2 separate regions of the Mus musculus genome follow, and region 1 is linked to region 2. A link is a contact called in public promoter capture Hi-C data. All regions are on one chromosome and are shown on one strand. The core of a region is the stretch at or near the end of the contact, and the rest is flanking DNA. Distances in the headings are between cores, read along the strand shown. Region 1 holds the start of Mrpl17 (mitochondrial ribosomal protein L17). Region 2 holds the start of Trim68 (tripartite motif-containing 68).

The links. Promoter capture Hi-C pulls out the DNA fragments that hold promoters and counts their contacts.
Region 1: a promoter capture Hi-C map of pre-B cells shows a contact between it and region 2. The contact joins the promoter of Mrpl17 here to the promoter of Trim68 in region 2. A contact is called at or near these places in 3 of 39 promoter capture datasets (cranial neural crest, frontonasal cranial neural crest and pre-B cells).

The regions. Positions count from the first base shown.
Region 1 is chr7:105,808,280-105,815,113 of GRCm38.p6, forward strand. It overlaps Mrpl17 (mitochondrial ribosomal protein L17), which reads right to left and starts at 2,808. Exons shown (of 3, transcript NM_025301.2): 1 at 2,529-2,808; 2 at 2,171-2,239; 3 at 1-1,865. The coding sequence starts at 2,702. The coding sequence ends at 1,578.
Region 2 is chr7:102,683,518-102,689,621 of GRCm38.p6, forward strand. It overlaps Trim68 (tripartite motif-containing 68), which reads right to left and starts at 3,810. Exons shown (of 7, transcript NM_198012.4): 1 at 3,624-3,810; 2 at 531-994. The coding sequence starts at 956.

The sequences.
Region 1 (6,834 bases), core at 1,558-4,057, 3.1 Mb after region 2:
AGAATAGTGTCACTGAAGCTAATGTCTTTCTGCTTCCACAGTGACCTTCTACCTTCAGGTGCTGCACTAATTGTTCAGGAGAACTTCTTTCCATGACTCCCTGGTCAAGTCTCTGAACATACAGAACAGCAGCCAGGATGGGTCATATCCCATATTTAGTGGATATAAATAAGCTCCATGCTTCTCACATACCCTGGCCATTCTGAAACAGGATTTCCTCTTTCTGGGTTCCCACAGAGGTCCACTTTTGGCAACAAAAGCTTCCAGGAAATTCCCAGCAGGCTTAACTTTCTAATGCATCACTCTCTATCAACCTTCCTCTTCACACCCTCTAAGAGGAAGGAACTTATCCGGAAGGCCAACATCCTGGCAGATGCCTACAGCCCTATCTATGATCAGGGTGGTGATACATCTATTTGAGTCCACATTCAAAACCCATTCAGACATTGAGTGAAACAAATGTGACCTTGCCTAGAAACAATTCTCAGTTTTAGGGGTACCATGTTATTTGAAGATTCCTGTACAGAGGCTCACACAGCTAGTTATCAGGAAGCAATCTCTTGGGACTGAATGCTTGCTCTCATAGTAGCCTGTCAAAATCCTGTTAAGAAGGGGGTTAGAAGCTCAGGCGGCTGCACCCTCCTTTGTGGATGGACAGACAGTGGTACAGCCATTGGTAAGACACACACATGCTCCTGTAAGCAGGACTAATGAAACTCGCCAGGACATAATCACACACATAAAAAGACATCAAGTGGAAGGGGGACTAGTTGAAATAGGCAGGACAATAGGGTGCATGCATGTGGTGGTAAGCATGGTCAAAAGACATTGGTAGATATGTATGAAGATGCCAAGGTGAAACCTAGTCTCATAGGATTCATAAAGATTCTCATGTATAACTTATAAAAGCAAAAAAGGAATTCCAACGGTGGGTCTCTATGCTGGACGTCAGCCAGTCACCATAGGAAGATGGTTTGGAATCAAGAGGTACAGGGCCCATCTAAATTAGTGTTGAGATAAGCAAACTGAGCCAGGAGGTAGTGCCCCATACCTTTAATCCTAGTACTGAGGAGGCAGAGGCAGGTGGATCGCTTAGTTCAAGGCCAACCTGGTCTACAAACAGAGTTCTAAGACAGTCAAAGAAACTGTCTCAGAAAAAACAAAACCAAAGCAAACTGGCACTGTGTGGTGGTGAACACTTGGGAACACAGGGACAGGAGGACTGCTGCATGGTGGATATAGTCTGGATTACACAGCAAGATCCCCTCCCCTCCAACAAACAAGCAAAACTAGACCTAGAATTTAGAACCTAAGTTGTGAATTTACTGTCTTAGGAGGCTGAGCATCTGGATGCCTCTTACTTTCCATAAATCCTAGGGAAGGACAAGAAAGTCAATATCTTATATTCATATTAAGACTTTTATCTTCTGTGCAAAGAGGATCGTGTGAGTCAGCAGGGAGGTCTGGGTCTCATTATGAGGGGGCTTTACAATGCTACTTCCAGGCCTCACACACTACACGAGCTCCAAGACCCACGAACACGGGCACCACACCTATGCACCACTCTCCAGCTCCAGTTAAGTCTTTGGTGTTTGAACTGTACAGGAGCTGTGGAGGCTTGCGTCCTGGTTATGGTGCAGGTCCTGCTGCAGTCCCAGGAGCAGCTGGTTTAGGAGAGTAAGGTTGCTGTCTCTGTGAGGCAGAGGCAGGGGAGGGAGGTAGTTCCCTTTATATTCTATCACCGCCATCTTGGCCCGATCTTGCTCCTTCCGATTCGGGATCTGTAGCATTCTTGTGTAGTTCCCATTCTGACCTTGGAACCGAGGCGCTAGCACTTTAAACAGCTTTGGGATCAAGTCCTTCTCCTAGATGGGGAGAGTTAATCAGAAAAAATAGTCACAACTGTAGAGGCATTTAACTATAGATTATTCCCAGAGGTAGGGTTCAAAACCATCTTCACAGGCTTTCCCACCACCCATTCAGGTACCAAGTTACACAGAAACACTTACAGGAAGTTATGCGGATGCTCATTTTACCCAAGTCAAATAAGAGAAATACGTGTCTAAGGTAGTTCGCAAGTCTGGTACATAAAAGAATGCCCTGCCTTCAATCTGCCAGGTACCCGGTTCTCTAAGGATTCCTTCCTCACTAGCAGGTAGGGAGCACTCACTGTGAGCCAGAAGTCAGCCATACGCATGGCTCGTTCGTTGGTGTCGCCCAGCTTTCCATAATCGATGAGCTGTGAGGACAAAACACATGGATGCAAGACGAGTCAAGAACCGAGGCGCCCACCTTACTCTTCTGTCTTACCTTCATCCAACCATCCCACCAGCTAAGCTAATTCTGGGCGCTCCTTCCTTCGGAGCCCCAACCAGCCTTCCATTTGCTGCGCAGGAGTGACGCGTTCAGCTGAGTGCCACACGGGAATTCGCTACCGTGGAAAGTTCTCCCAGCGTGGCCCTACTCCCCACACACGGCCAGAGCGGCGGTCTGAGGCTGGACCCGGCGGTGAATAGCTTGGCTCTCACCTTCTCCGCGTAGCCCCTCATCTCGTCCGCGCGTGCCCATGTCGCCTCGATGCGTTCGTGGCGAACTAGGCCCGTGAGCAAGTTCCGCAGCAGATGGATGCGGGACTCCGGACCCAGGCCCAGGCGGCGGTAGACGCGGCCGTGGGAGATAGCGGCAGCCAGCGACAACCTCATGCTCTCACCTCAGCCCCTCCTCTCGGGGGCCCGGAAAGGGAAACTCCGAGCTGTGTGTGCGCGCGCGGGGAGAGGGGGAGCAGAGGGGCGGAGGCACGTCTCAGAGGACGCATGCGCAGTAACTCGGCGCGTGGCTACCGCGTTTGCGCGTGCGCATCAGAGCCTGCCTAGCTGGCAGTCTGAGGGAGGGCGGCCCGACGTGTTGACGTTTCTGGAGCGACGAGCTGGGCGGGCCTCAAGGTCTGCGGTGCTCTGTGGCGAACTGGGATCTCGGCGCCCCCTGCCGGGTTTCTCTTGCACTGCGTCGGCTGGCTGGGGCGTTCTTGGAGGAGGCGCCTTCCGGGCGGAGCATGCCGGGAAAGTGAGTACCTGAGGAGAACTGCGTCAGAGGGGTGGGCCTGTGGTGGAATGTGGCGCTCTTGCCTGAGGAGTTGCAGTCCTGGCTGGTTTTGTGACGATGCCAGTTTAAACCCAGTCTTTATTAGTGATAGTGAGATAAATTATGTCCAGGAAAGCTGCAGGTATTATGTTCTTTTATTGACATAAATAAAAACCTAAGTTAGCACTAAAAGCTAAAGTAATGGACAAATACCTGACATTTAAAAAAAAAAAATTATTCTTTTCTCATACAATATACCCAGACTGCAGCCTCCTCTCCCATCACTCCTCCCAGCCCCCACTCTCCTTTCTCCCCTTTCTCCCCCTAGAAAAGAGCAGACCTCCTAGGGACATCAACCAAAGCACAATAAAACCAGGCACAAGGGGGTGGGGCAAAAAACAAACAAACAACAACAACAACCAACAAAAAAACAAAAACCAGGCACAAACCCTAACATCAAGTGTGGACAAGGAAACTCACTAGGAGGAAAAGAGTCCCAAGAGCAGGCAAAAAAGTCAGAGACATCCCATCTCCCACTATTAGGAGTCCTCCCAAAAAACCAAGCCAACAAACTATAACACATTTGCAGACAACCTAGGGCAGAACCTTGAGGGCTCCATGATTGCCCCTTCTTTGAGCTTCCATAAGCCCTGCTCAGTTGATTCTACAGGCTGTCCTCACCTGTGTTCGACCCCTCTGGCTCCCACAATTATTCTTCCTTGTCTTCTGCTGGGTTTCCCGAGCTCCAAGGGGCGGGACCTTATGTAGGCCTCCAACCCAGGTTCTTTCTCCTCTTAATGTTTGTCAGTGGGCCTCTACATCTCCCATCAGCTGCAAGAGGCAGCCTCTCTGATGACGACTGAGTTAGGCACCAATCTATGAATCTAGCAGAATATCACTAGGAACCATCTCATTGAATTTTTTTTATTTATTTTCGGCACTACAGTTTGGTTCTTCCCTAGGTCTCTGGGTGGATGAATACTTTTTCTTAAAAAAAAAGTTCTGTGTGTTTGTGTGTGTGTGTGTTCCCTTCCATTGCTCAGCATCCTTATGGCTCTTTGAAAACAGTTTTCTGGGAGGAATTGGGTGAAAATATAGTCTAGCTCTAGTATTTAACAAAATGATGATCATATTAGGGCTTATTTAAAATGAATTCATCACAGTTGGAGTTACTAGGACAGAACAAATAACACATTTCAAATGGAAAAGGAGTAATTTTTAAAATAGTTTCATTTTAGAAAAATAAGTTTATGATCATATACAATATGAAGAAGTTGAGGTGGCTCAGCGCTAAAGAGGGACCCAGAGTTTGATGGAATCAACCTAACCCTTCAGATGGTGTTTCACTCTGGAAATAGTGATGAGCAGTTTCCAACTTGGCTTACATTCTTCTTGGTGTTCTGTCCCCTCCCTGCTTCATTTCCTTGTATTCTTAGCGAGGTGAACTGCCTGTTGCTGAAATTATAAAGTCCTTCAAGGTCAGAGAGGAACTGATTCATGCATTTGGCCTTCTTTCCTCTTTCCTCTTGCCTCTGCCATCAAGCCCGCTGCACTCTGTTTTTTTTTTTTTTTTTTTCTTTTCTTTTCAAGCAGTTCTTGGCATCAGCAATAGTGTTTGGGTTTGGTGTCTGTAGATGGTATAGATCCCTAGGTGGGGTGGTTTTGTTCCCACATTTCTATGTATGTTCTTTTGGGTCTAGGTTACCTAACTCAGGATGATATTTTCTAGTTCCATCCATTTGCCTGAAAAATTCATGAAGTCATCATTTTAAATAGCTGGGTAGTATTCCATTGTATAAATGCACCACATTTTCTGTATCCATTCCTCTGTTGAGGGACATCTGGGTTGTTTCCAGCTTCTGGCTACTATAAGTAAGGCTACTATAAAGATAGTGGAGTATGTGTCCTTGTTATGTGTTGGAGCATCTTTTGGGTATGTGCCCAATAGTGGTGTAGCTGGGTCTTCAGGTAGAAATATTTCCAATATTCTGAGGAACAACCAGATTGATTTCCAGAGTGCCTGTATCAGCTTGCGATCCCACTAGCATTGGAGGAGTGTTCCTCTTGGATTGCAACCCAATAGGAAAAACAACAATTTCAAGTAACTGGACCCAGCAGAGCTCCCAGGGACTAAACCACCAATCAGAGAGTATACATGGGTGAGTCCATATACATATGTAGGAGAGGATTGTCTTATCTGGCGTCAATGGGAGGGAAGTTGCTTGGTTCTGTGGAGGCTTGTTACCCCAGCGAAGGGGGATGCTAGAGGGGTGAGTACCTTCTTAGAGGCAAAGGGGAGAGGGGATGGGATGGGGGGTTTGGATAGGGGAGACCAGAAAGGGGGAACAACATTTGAAATGTAAATAATTGGGGCTGGAGAGATGGCTTGGCAGTTAAGAGCACTGACTGCTCTTTTGAAGGTCCTGAGTTCAAATCCCAGCAAAGACATGGTGGTTCACAACCATCGGTAATGGGATCTGATGCCCTCTTCTGGGGTGTCTAAAGACAGCTACAGTGTACTTACATAAAATAAATAAATAAATCTTAAAAAAGAAATGTAAATAAATAAAATAATCAATAAAAGTAGTAGTGCAAATGAACTAGTGCAGATCTTATGTAGTAACATGATTAAATACCATAAACATAATATTCAGTAAAGGCAGTAAGTGCAAAGGACAATACTGTATTATTAAACTGCCTGTTTAAAACAAGATCTGATCTGTGGTGTTAAATTCCCCTTGGTAAGTGAAAAAAGGACAAGTGTTTAGAAGAGAGCATGGGATAGGAACGTGGGTGTATTGGTAATGTTCTATAACTTGACCTGGATGGTCCAGGAAGGAGCATGTTTGTCTTGTCGAAAAATCACTGAATGAAACATATATAATTTGCATATTAATTTTAGTATAACTATTGTATTTTAGTTAAAAATGTAAAAGAGACTATTTATACCTATAGGCTTATATTTTTCAAAACCTACTTTAATAGGGGTTCTTAAACACTTTAACCTCCCTTCCACCACCCACCAGTGGAAAGGAAAGGTTAATAAGGCAAAGAGCAATGTGGATCTGTTTAGAAATAGTTCTTTTTTGGGTGATTCCCATCTTCATTGTCAGGATATTAGCAGTTCAGTTCACACGAATCAGCGACAGTAGCTTGATCCACTCACAAACACCATTCACACATCAGCAGTGGCAGTTCAGTGAAGAAGAAATAGGCTCTGCCAATTGGCCAGAGTCTTCAGAAGCCGCAAGAAGCCTCTGGAACACCACCAGAAGGTCTTTGGTCCATTTCTCTCTACAAAGTCATGACAAAAGATGATCAGTGAAGAAGACAAGGTGAACCAATGCCATAGCATAGTCAGTGAAGATCAACATCAGGAAAGCCCAACCAAGACCAGCAGAGTGGCAAGGTAAACCTATGCCACACAGTGTCATTCACCATCTGTTAGGTTATATTTATACCCTTTCCGAACATCATGTGTTTTCTCAAGTGTCTGCTCTAGCAAAACACCATATATCCTTTTTTCCAGGCAGCTTCCAGAAAAATACCACATGTCTGTTCTCAGTAAAACATCCTCCCATGTGTCTGCCTCAGCAAAACATCCTCTCATAAGACAGTTTCCAGAAAAACATCATATGACACAACTGAGTCTCCAAAGAAATCAGAAATTTCCACTTCATATGTCCTTGATAGCTTCAATTCATGAGGGCCAATCTTTGATATGGTATTAATAAAGATCTCTAAAGATGTCCA
Region 2 (6,104 bases), core at 2,560-5,059:
ATAAGCATGCCTGGCAATTGGCCAACCAATCTGAAGTGACTCATCTGTGATCCCTTCTTGCTCCAAAATAATGTTATCACGATCCAAAATTACTAGGCCTGAGTTGTGTTTATGAAATAGAAGGTTAAAATGAATCAGCTAATGCCAAGTAACTAGACATGCATGGTCCTGGTAAAGCAAGCTTGCAGGTTCTTCACTAATAAATAATAATAAATAATAGTCATCACATGTAAACTCATTTAAGTCACCTACAACTCCATCTGAAACCAAGAGTTTACTTCAATATCTCAACACCAAACACATCCTCTGGTTAGGTATTTCCATGTTAAGACTCAAGATGGGACACAGAGGAAATGGGAGAGAAGAAAACCAAAGAGAGTCATGAGTGAAGGAAAAGATATGGCTCAGAACATTAGATGTAAGGATCTGTAGCTACCAGGGGCCAGGGATCAGCTTTTAAAGACAGGCATCTAATATAGAGAGGGACAGATGAGAGGCAGAGGACAGGCTGGCCTGGTTCTACTATTTACCTTATATTCCCAGGCAACATCCTTTATGGGTACAACACTGTGGGCTTCATGCTCTGGGGACTGCTTACAGGCCTCGCAGGTTACCATATCATCCTCCTTGCAGAACATGGTTAGCTGTTCCTTGTGGAGATCACACACATCGGTCTTTAGTCCCATTTCCATACAGAAGCCTAGCAGACGGACCTTGTCTACAACACTGGCCAGCTGCCAATTGGGACGGAGTTTCCTTGGCTTCACGGGAGCTCGACAAAGGGGACAGGTGTAGCTCAAGTTCTGGGACTCTCCTGGGAGCTTCCAGAGTCCAGAGAGGCAGCTGTGGCAGAAAGTGTGGCCACAGCTGATGCTCACAGGTTCCCTGAGGAAGGTCATACAGATAGGACAGTTCACTTCTTCCACAATGGCTTCCATTAACACTGCAGGATCCATGGTTGCAAGTGACAGTCGTCTCAGAACATGAATGAAGGCTGCAAAGAAGAGAAAAAAAACAAGAGAAGAAGGCAATGACTGTAAGTTCTCCCCCAAAACTGTAATTAGTAATTAAAAAAATACACTTTAGAACCTTTCTCCATTGTATATAATAAGCACTGGCCTCAACTAAAGCTATTACTGGGCAACATTGTGCACACCACAGCCATAGAAGGAACAACTAGAGATGGTTAAGAAAGTGGGGTTAGAGGATTTTTTAATTTATTTGCTCAGTTCTCCTCTTGGTTTGTCTGACCCTATCATTCACCCTCTAATCATGCTGCAGAAATGAACATAATCTCCCTGGGAGAGGACAACTTATTATAAAATGTGATATTCCAACATTCAGGAAAAAAAAAAACCTCCACAAAATAGTGTTAGCCTTCCTCTGATACCTTTTGTGCACACTTAAATCTGTCAAGGTGCAAACCACAAATGCCGGCAGCTCCCTGCCTACCTGTGCAGTGTTTCTTATGTTGCACACTGAAGTGTAAAACAGAAGTGCAACAGCTGTTCTTCACTGTGTCCTGAAAAATCACTATCTGCCTCTCCTGCGTCAAGCTGCCACCATTCACCACATACCAAGATGTGCTCCTGACGGTGCACAGATGCATGTTAGAAGCAAGAGGGGAAATCACCACCCTTGAAAGGATAAAACCAGGATCACTTAATGATAGACTGATGTATACTGATGACTTCTGTCCAGGCCACGTGTGGGTATGGAGTTTGAATAATGAGTGGCTTAGGGTTGTTGGTATACTTGGCAATATTTATTAATTCATCCTGTATATATTTAGTAACCTAGATAGACTGTGTAAAGGGGTGATTTACACTGGCTTTAAATACTACTGTATCTTTAGGATCTAAATAGTGCTTACCAGGCAACTAAATGCTGAACATGTGTCTGGCAAATACATCAGGGTTAGGGAATAGTTTCTATATCCCAAATGCTTTTACAGTAACAAATATATAGTGATATATTTAAAATATAAGGCAAAATAACAGAAAACACTCTTGAGTATCAGGCTGAGTACCAGACATGGCTTTGTGCACTTTACATGGATAATTGGTATTCCATAACCTGGGACAGAAACTGTTACTGATCTCATTTTATAGGTGATTGATTGGCCCAGGTTTCCAATATTCTACTTCGGGAAAATCACCCATCTTCCCCAGCTTCAGGGTAGAGGACAAATTCAAAAGCAGAGAGGAAGAAACCACTGTGTTGAGTCTGGCAGAAGGGCGTTTTGTAGGAACGAGAGCAGAAGCCTGTAGGACTGAGATCAGGTCGTCCTCAGGTTGTTACTCCTTCTTGCTGTTTCCCCTGCTTTCTGTCTCTCTGCTTCCACCGTCTCCACCCAGCCATGAGATCCAGAATCCTAAGATCCAGTTGTGCACTAACGAATACTGAACTCAAAGGCCCATGTACGCTCCAGCGGAGGGATCATGGAGTAAGCATCCTCCTTTCACCCCCTCACCCCCTCGACTGTTCTGAAATGCTGGGGATTTAACAAGAATCTCAAGCATGCTAGGCAGATGCCTAAGTCTTCTTACTCTCCCAACTGCACCCGTGGCAGCCATATTCTCCTCAGTGCTATGTGCAGTGCTTGGACCCGGGGTCTGTTCATTTTACCCTATTTGGAATCACACTCTTCCAACTGAGACTGTTTCCACGATCTCACTGTTGATATCATTTACCAGAGTCTGTGGGTTTCTTAATTCACACACTAGAAATTTACTATTCATATTTTCTGTTTTTCTTACAATATCCTAATGTCGTGGTACGTTTAATACAGAGTTATCTTCAGTTTTGCTCAGTGTATTCTTGATGCCAACAACAGTGTCTCAATACTTGTTAAATGCATGAGAATTCAATGTAAATGTTTAGGCATAGCTGATAGTAGAGGTGTTAATATCTTCATCTAAGGCAGTGTGCATGTGTCCACCTGTTCATGCTTTGGTGTCAAAAGCACTACTTAAAGCTACAGAAAACCAAAAAAACCCCCAAACAACAACAACAACAACAACAACAACAACAACAACAACAACAACAACAACCAGACAAAACAGCAGATGAAAATTTGGAAGACACTGGCAGTAGGAAAGCGAGGCAAAGAAAGATAGAAATGATAAATCAAGATAAATCACAAAAATGTAGTGGAAGCATGTTAGTTCTATACATTGCCTCAAAAAATGTAAACATGGGAAAGATGTCAAAGATCTGGAGATAAATACAGTTTTCCAATAGAGGATCTCCAATAGAGATCTTTTATCAAACATAAATACTTGGTCAAAAGTTTGACTCATTAACTGCTCAGACCTGTCCAACCTGTAGCTGAGGGCAGCTGTGAATACAGGCCAAACACAAAACTGTAAAATGTTAAGTTTCTTTATGCGATTTTGTTCTCCAGAGTGAACTTTGTAGACTACAATATCAAAAGGTTGCACCTAGCAACCAGTGCCTCCACGGTCCTCAGGGCCGCGAAGGGAGGGGGAAGAGCCTGGAAGCGGCAGAAACCAGCCTCGGGTCTGGAAGCAGTGGCGGTCCGTGCCTTCCTGACCTTCGGGCACTAGGCAGTTCCCCAGGGCGGTGGGATTGGGAACAGGGGAGGGTAAAGAGGGCAGGACCTGTGTTGTCCTCCAAAGAGGTCTGCTGTCGCCTCCTTCTCTAAGCAGCTGTGGAGGCGCGGGGCTCCAGCGGTCCAATCCGCAGCGTAGGAAGCAGCGGGGCGCTCGCCCGCCGCCGGAAGCCGCGATAGCAGCGGGGGCGAGGGACCCAAGGCAAGAGCCGCGCCCGGAGCTGCAGGACCCACCCACTGCGCCGGAACCGACGAATCACTTCTGCACTCAGAGTGGCCTGATTGGCTGTTCGCTTGCCACGTTTCCTGGTTGAATTCAGCTACCTAGCGTGGGTGCGCAGCCGGGCTTCCTTAAGTGGCACCTTTACGCATTGGAATCCGCAGTTCCCTGGAACACGAGCTGCAAGTGGCTGCTCCAGGTTTCAGACAATTAAGCAAAAGTTTTAATAAATGCTTCTGTTTTTCCTGGCTAACTCTTGACACTTACATACTTTTGGTAGCTCCTCATTGCAACAAACTAGTTTCAGAGTTAGAAAACATATTAAATTACGAAGTCCTGATCATAAGCTGCCAGTAAAAAAATCTTTTTAAAGCAGTGTGTAAGCTTTCCTCTCGTCCAACCGCAGAGACACACAAGACCAAGCGTGTTAAATCATAGACCTGGATTTTTCTTTGTAGTTCTTTGGTTCTTTTTCGGATACTGGGACTTTTACTGAGTAAGCAAGAGAAGACACTCAGTGACATATGGGAAGTAACGAAAAAAATTCCAGATGAATCCAGCTTCCAGTGATATGTTTATCGTTGGGACCCATGCTCTTTGAATTCCATGACAATGTCAGAGCTGAGGACATGGTTGACATTCTTCAGGGTGACACCCAGAAAATTATTGAAAATAGACAGGACCAGCACTGTAGGGGGAGAGGGAGGAACTGAGATTTGAACTGAGCCTCTGCTTCTTGGTAGAGACAAATGACTGACCTTATGTCACAGTGAACAGATGGATTCAAAGAAGACATTTAAAAAATACTAATTGAGCATGCATACAAAGAGACCTGGATTGCAAGACTGGGTCATACATTCTCTGCCTTAAAGTCAACCAAGTTCAAGGGAATTGAAATCAAAAGGGGACATCTTTTTCATTTGTAATTGAATGTGTTTGTAACTATGACTGACTCTCAAAGGCCCTGAGAATAGGACACCATAGAGTGACTGGGGGAAGAGGCTCTTGCTTATGAGGAGCACTTTGGACTTAAAAGTTTTGAAGACACGATCAAGTAACCTCATTGGCTGATGAACTTATACAGAATAAAAATAAGAACAGGAGAAGACTGGCTTCCAGGAAGCTAGGAGAAGGGTCTCTAAGCCCATCCCTACAGTGACACACTTCTTCCAACAAGGCCACACCTACTATTGTTAGACCCCGAAACTGGGGAGACTTCCGCTCAAGTCCCGGGATGAGCTGGCCAGCACTCCAATAACTCGAGAGAAAACCACACCTGATGCAAAACTGCAAGAGGCTTTATTGTCAGCTGAGGATGAGCTCCCTATCGGTAACAGTAGGGGGCTTTTAGAGGAAAAACGTGAGGAATTGGGAGGAGTTGGGAGGATGAGTTGGCTACAGCTCATCTCTGGCGGGTGTCCTTGGTAAAATTACAAGGCATGAGGAGTGGGGAGTGAGTTGTAGCTCTTCTTTGTGGAGTCTATCTCCGTGTCCTTGGCACAGGGAGCCAGGCAAGTACCTGGCTAGGTCTTTTTACAATTATCACAACTCTGGTTGTAAGGTATAGAAACAAAAAGGCTTTTTTGCTGGCTATAGAGAACAAAGAGCTTCTTTCTGGCTGTATTTTTAGAAATCAGGGAAAACAAGCTTGGGGGAGACGCTTTAAGTCGGGGTCTCACACTATTAGTGCCACTCCCTGGGCCAAGCATATTCAAACCAACACACACACACACACACACACACACACACACACACACACACACACAGAGAGAGAGAGAGAGAGAGAGAGAGAGAGAGACAGAGACAGAGACAGAGACAGAGAGACAGAGAGATTGATTTAGATGATTTGTATGATAGGTTCTGGGTATTAAAAAAACAACCATTAATATCTTTTATAGCAATGGTTCTCAACCTGTGGGCTATAATCCCTTCAACAAACCTCTATTTCCAAAATTATTTACATTATGACTCACAACAGTAGCAAAATTAGAGTTATGAAGTAAGAGTGAAAATAATTTTATGTTTGGGGTCACTACAGCACAAGGAACTAACTGTCTTAAAGGGTTTCAGCATTAGGAAGGTTGACAATCACTGCTTTGGAGCCAAAGAATTCAGTGGCTACTCTGTCCACAGAGTTGGTGTCTCAGCATTGAAGACACAGGACACAGGACTCGCCTCCCTCCCTCCTTCCCTCTCTTCCTCCCTCCCTCCTTTCCTCACTTTCCCATTCCCAAAAGAGTCTCTGATCTTTTATATTGAGACCATGTTGGAAGGCTGAAGAACCTTGAGTATAATATCAGTGGAGCATGG